Regions from separate parts of the Capra hircus genome. Here region 2 is linked to region 1. The links are chromatin contacts, called in public Hi-C maps. All regions are on one chromosome and are shown on one strand. The core of a region is the stretch at or near the end of the contact, and the rest is flanking DNA. Distances in the headings are between cores, read along the strand shown. Region 1 overlaps LIMD1 (LIM domain-containing protein 1). Region 2 overlaps LARS2 (probable leucine--tRNA ligase, mitochondrial).

Region 1 (2,883 bases), core at 241-2,740:
GTCCAGTTCTAACTGTTGCTTCCTGACCTGCATATAGGTTTCTCAAGAGGCAGGTCAGGTGGTCTGGTATTCCCATCTCTCTCAGAATTTTCCACAGTTTATTGTGATCCACACAGTCAAAGGCTTTGGTGTAGTCAAGAAAGCAGAAATACATGTTTTTCTGGAACTCTCTTGCTTTTTCGATGATCCAGAGGATGTTGGCAATTTGATCTCTAGTTCCTCTGCCTTTTCTAAAACCAGCTTGAACATCTGGAAGTTCACAGTTCACGTATTGCTGAAGCCTGGCTTGGAGAATTTTGAGCACTACTTTACTAGCGTGTGAATGAGTGCAATTGTGCGGTAGTTTGAGTATTCTTTGGCATTGCCTTTCTTTGGGATTGGAATGAAAACTAACCTTTTCCAGTTCTGTGGTAATCATCTAACCGAGGGCAATAAGTTGAATAGAAGGAAAGCAAGTCAGGGATGAGAAGATGGCTACAACGCAGCATTAGTATCTAAAACGCATAAAGAACATCAATAATCCTTAGAAAAAGGCAAGTATGTGTGTGTTTGTATACCTAGATAGGGATAAACATGCAAAAATAAATGTATGCTCATACATACATGTAAACCGAATGTCAACCGTCACCTCTGAGTAAAGGCAATGGTGATTTTTGTTAGTTTTCTCCCCTCCTGTAATCACTGCGTATATCACTTTTATTGCCTGAACAACAAACTTTAATGGACTGAGAGAGCGTGAAGGGCAATAGAGCGTATGTTAGAAGTCCTTAGCTCTCCAAACTTTCCTTCTGTCCTCCCCTCCGAGTTGTTCTAGGAGGTTCTCATTATAGAACCTTCACAAGCACTTCCCAACTAAGTGAAGTCGCTCACTCGTGTCTGACTCTTTGCGACCCCATGGACTGTAGCCTTCCAGGCTCCTCTGTCCATGGGATTTTCCAGGCAATATACTGGAGTGGAAGGCCATTTCCTTCTCCAGGGGATCTTCCCAACCCAGGGACTGACCAGGTCTCTCACACTGCAGACAGACACTTTACCATCTGAGCCACCAGGGAAGTCCTTCCCAACAAAACTAGACTAAAAGAACAAGTACCCACAGCTCAATGATGTCAGGGTCCCTGTAACAGAACCCTCTGACATCCCTAGAAGTTTAATTTAATAATGCTACTGACTTACTATTCTTCCCCTCCATGAAAAGATTCCGGAGGACTCAGAGTTTCAGAAAGGAAAGTGAGAACTAACAAGAGTATCTTTTCCACCTTGTGCCCCGTCCAGGCTCAGGGTGAGCACTAATGCGCTGCTTCCCTACAGCCAAGGCGACAAGCACACAAAGAGCCCACCGTTAAGAGGAGCTGCCCAGACATTCAGGAGAACAGTCCCCCGCCACACACACCATCTGGCTGCAAGTCTGCGGCGCGCCCTTGCTCTGCTCTGGGGTGTCCCAACCAGGACGAACCGGTGCGGACGACAGCCAAGGAAGCGAGGCTGCAGCTGCTAAGGAGCCACTAGAGGGAGCCAGGAGGTGGCCTGGAAACGCACAGGACTTCCCAGAGAGGGAGAAAGCTTCTGAGCCAAGGTGTGGCGAACACCCAGCTCTTCTCTTGGAATGGGATCCGGGACGTTCTAAGGAATCTAGGCAGGAATTAGCTTTTTTATTTAATAGAGGGGGCAGATCACCTCTCTTCCAAAAATCACAGAAGAAAAGGATCACACACGCCAAACTCAAACCCTGTAGCATTCTAAGAAAGATAAATGAAAGCTTTTTCACATATGATAACAAAGATTTTTTAAAACAATCACATTTGTTTGTGATGGCTGTCACTGCGTATTTCCGTAAGCTACAGAGAAGACTGGTAATATGATAAGCTCACCCTGGAGAGGAAACTCTTGAATTATTTATCTCTGACTCAGTGGGGCTGTCTGGGACTTAGCTTAGGGAATGAATCAGAAATATGAATAAATGTTTACTTGGATCCAAACTGGCAGCCTTAGAGGAAATGATCACATAAAGCAGAGTACATTTAAATGTAACATGTAGCCATTTAAAATACCCTTCAAATAAGTGTTTCAGTGGTATGAGAAAATGCTTTACTAGAGGAGAATACTCAAATTACGTTAGTAAGGGAAAAACGCAAGCTAGATTGCCCATGCATTTACGGCACAATTCCATTTTGGTAACCTATGCCCACACACACACCATTGATGCTAAAGAAAAAGAAAAAGGAAGACTGCATACTGAAACGAATAGGTTTTAGCACTGGTTGATAGTACTACAGGAAAATTTCACTTTCTATTTTATATTTTTCTTTCCAAAACTTATCTAATGTTATATAGCACTGACAGGCTTATTCAAAGGAAATTTCACTTACCACTTTATGCTTTTCAATAGTTACAAAATTTTTCTATTATTAAATACAGTAGAAGATGGTCTGAGAAATTTCACCTTCTGCTTCACACATTTTAAATTTTTCTAGAATCATGTATTCATAATCTGAGAAACAATACTGTCTTCTTAATTTTCAAATAAAACTCATGTAATAATGTGAAAAGTTAAAAAAAAAAAAGGAAGATTCAATTACGTAATGAAGAAATCTAAAGAAAAAAGACTGGAAAGGAAAGCTGTCCAAGAATGATAGTGTCTCTCGGTAGACATACATGGTATCTGAATGACTGTGGAGGGTGAGGCAGGAGGTCACTAGTGGTTTGCTTCTTTATACCCTCCTAAACCTCCCAAAACTTAATAATAAGCAGGTGTCAGTTTGATGATCATTCTAAAAAGTGCCCAGCTGGCCAGACAAATCCTCTCCCTGCCAGGTCCCAGAGCTGAGGAGTCCCATGTCCAGACGCCAGAGGCGGGGGCAGCAGGCAAAGGCTGCATCTCAGAGG
Region 2 (2,883 bases), core at 166-2,665, 110 kb after region 1:
TTTTGAAGCACGCAAGAAAGAGCTACTCCCCACTCAATTTGTGGAGACCTCTGCTGAGAGCACCTGTCCATATCTCACTCTTATAAAGCACAGGGAGGAACATTTGAGTGAGGAGACAGATTGACATTCTCTGCCAACATCACCCCCAGCACAGCTCATCTATCAACATAAGAACCCTCGGGGGCTTCAAGCTCACTTACACGGAGCGGCTTCTTAGAGGCTCAAAGACCCAACAGATAGCCTCATCAACTCAACGGACATGGATCTGAGCAAATTCCAGGAGATAGTGAAGGACAAGGAAGCCTGGCATGCTGCAGTCCATGGGTCACAAGAAGGTGGACACGACTTTAGTGATCAAACAAATAACTCAAAGACCCAATAACCTCAAAGAGGCCAAGCAGAGCACAAACCCAGCTCTAGTGATGGAGGCACAGGGTGCTGGCTTTGTTAATTAACAGAAGCTCATTTCACATGCGAGGCTAATACAGACGAACCCTGGTACAGAGAAAGAAGGCCTCTGGACAGGGCCCTGATTTGTACACGGTGCAGCCCGTCACAGCAGCTGTGTGCACAGACGCTGTTTAAAGGAAATTCTCCAGTGGACTCAGAGGGATGGAGTGGAACAACGGGGATGACTGAAAATGAGGTGAAGGGCAGCTAGAAGAAAAGGACCCCTGGTCTCTGTGTTTTAAAATCCTGTTAGGAGCATGTGTATGTATGTGTGTGTGCACATGTGAGTTTGGTGGCGGGTGTGTATGTGTGTGTGTGTGTGGGATATCTGCCAAGGTGTAAAACACCCAATATAATTAACATTAAATGGAAATTAGTCAAGTTACTCAGTGTCACAGGGCCTGTCCACCATGGGAGCGTGTTAATTTGGAAGACGTACATGCAGAAAAATAGTCACCCCATTGTTCTGGCTCCAAAAGCTATCTTAATAATACACTCTTTGAGTCACAAAACTGCCTTCCTTCCACCTTGCAGACATTCCACCAGCAATGGCACCACTGGCAGAATGACATCCTTCTGTACCACGTCCCAGGAAGATTCCCAGACAATGTGAGTGACATGAAAAAGAAGCACCTTTAAGGGGGAGCAATGGTGTCTGTGGTCCCCATTTCTCAGGAGCACAGGCACAGAACCGCGAGGAACCTGGTGTCCTTGGGCCACACGAGCTGTATCCAGGGCAGGTTGGGGTTTGGATGCCCAAGACCCCAGATCTGCATTTTCCTCAGGAAGCTCAAGGGCCTCTGCCTACAGACAGAGTGTGCAGCTCTCTGCCGCCAGCCAGTCTGCCCTCTGGGCCTCTCCCTCCACACCTACATGCCGCTGGTCCTAGAGAGGTCCCAGGGACACCTGGCTGTCCCCAGAACCGGCCACGCTCCCTAGGACTCGGCAGGAATGCCCATCTCGGCCTGAGTTCCTGGGGTAACCTGGACCTGGCCTTCACCACTGAGCACAGGCACCCCCTTCTCTGGTGGGCGTCCCTGTCCCCTGCAGGCAGCTCTGGACTCTCCTTCGGGTCCTGCCATGTCCAGCACGCTCGGCCATGAAGAGCACGCCCAGGCTGTGTACTGATTACAACATAAATACCCGTCTACCGCCGCCCTGCCCCTGTCGTGACAAGGACTATTGTCTTGTCCTTTCATCTGTCTCAGCGCTTAGCACTGTTTCAATGGACAACAGGCCCTTTAAACATGCTCGAAACACGGATGGTGGGTGAAAAAATACAAATGAACAGACAGACGGACGGCGGGACGGAGGGAGGGAGACGTGGATGTTTGGGGCTGCCAGCTCTTGAAGCCATCTGTGCCTTCCATCCAATCTGGGGTGGCACCTGGATTTTAACCTCATTACACAAAAGACACAACACAGTTTTAAAACAGGAGGAGAAAATCATATGGTTACTTTTTACTGGGCAGACGAAGACAGTGGCTACAGAGCAAACTGAACGAGTGTCCTACGTGTGAGGGCGGCCTCCCCACTCCTGGTGGGGCCGTCCCTGGGCATCAGTGGGCTCGACGGGGCCGACGTTTGCACACCCCCCGGGCTGCACATTTTTGAGCACTAGCTCATCTTTTAGGAATCTTCCTCAAATAACTTTACATGCTGCCGCCTCACACACAGAGGCACACTGCAGCTTTCTTCCTGCTGGGCTCAGTGGCAGGAGGGTGAACTCGCTGTCACCGTCTTAGGCTCTAGTGTCCCTGCGCACCAGTTTTTGCTGTTTTTCCTCTCCTTTCTCACTCTTGGTACATGGCTTTAGTCACTCTTAATAGAAATAAAAAATATGTCCTTGGGATGGAAGAAGGGAGGCATGATTTGGATCCCAAAGGTAAAGGTTATCAGTAGGATGATCAAAATCTGTAGCTTTAAGCTTCCAGAAGGGGCAGGGGCAGAAACAAGGAGCTTGGGCTTAAATTCTTGCCGGTTATTAAGTGGTGCAATGCTGCTCTCTTCTGGGGATGGGCAGAATTACAACCTGCTGGAATTTTTCTTGTTTTTTTTTTCCGAACTAGGGGCAGTACTAAAGAAGGTTCAAATACCATACAGTCGTGCTCATTTCACATACTAATAAGGTTATACTCAAAATCCTTCAAGCTAGGCTTCAGCAGTTGGTGAATGGAGAGCTTCCAGATGCACAAACTGGGTTTAGAAAAGGCAGAGGAATCAGAGATCAAGTTGCCAACATTCGCTGGGTCAAAGGGAAAGCAAGGGAATTCCAGAAAAACATCTACTTCTGTTTCATTGATTATGTTAAAGCCTTTGACTGTGTGAACCATAACAAATGTGAGAAACTCTTAAAGATGGTAATATCAAGACCATCTTACCTGTCTCCTAAGAAACCTGTATGCTTGTCAGGAAGCAAGTTAGAACCCTGTA

What was found. A called contact is a pair of places that touch in the nucleus more often than the background predicts.
Region 2: a contact with region 1 is called in a Hi-C map of blood, with 2.5 times the contacts expected there. The contact joins two enhancer-like sites.

What each region holds. Positions count from the first base shown.
Region 1 is chr22:53,656,386-53,659,268 of ARS1.2, forward strand. The region is part of intron 2 of LIMD1 (LIM domain-containing protein 1); the gene reads right to left. Among named protein-coding and RNA genes, the nearest start is that of TRNAR-ACG, 25 kb to the left of the region's middle. Within about 2 kb of position 1,491, at least 3 of the 5 cell types and tissues checked have an H3K27ac peak or open chromatin away from gene starts, as enhancers often do.
Region 2 is chr22:53,766,541-53,769,423 of ARS1.2, forward strand. All of the region lies in intron 15 of LARS2 (probable leucine--tRNA ligase, mitochondrial), which reads right to left. Among named protein-coding and RNA genes, the nearest start is that of LIMD1, 59 kb to the left of the region's middle. Within about 2 kb of position 1,416, at least 1 of the 5 cell types and tissues checked has an H3K27ac peak or open chromatin away from gene starts, as enhancers often do.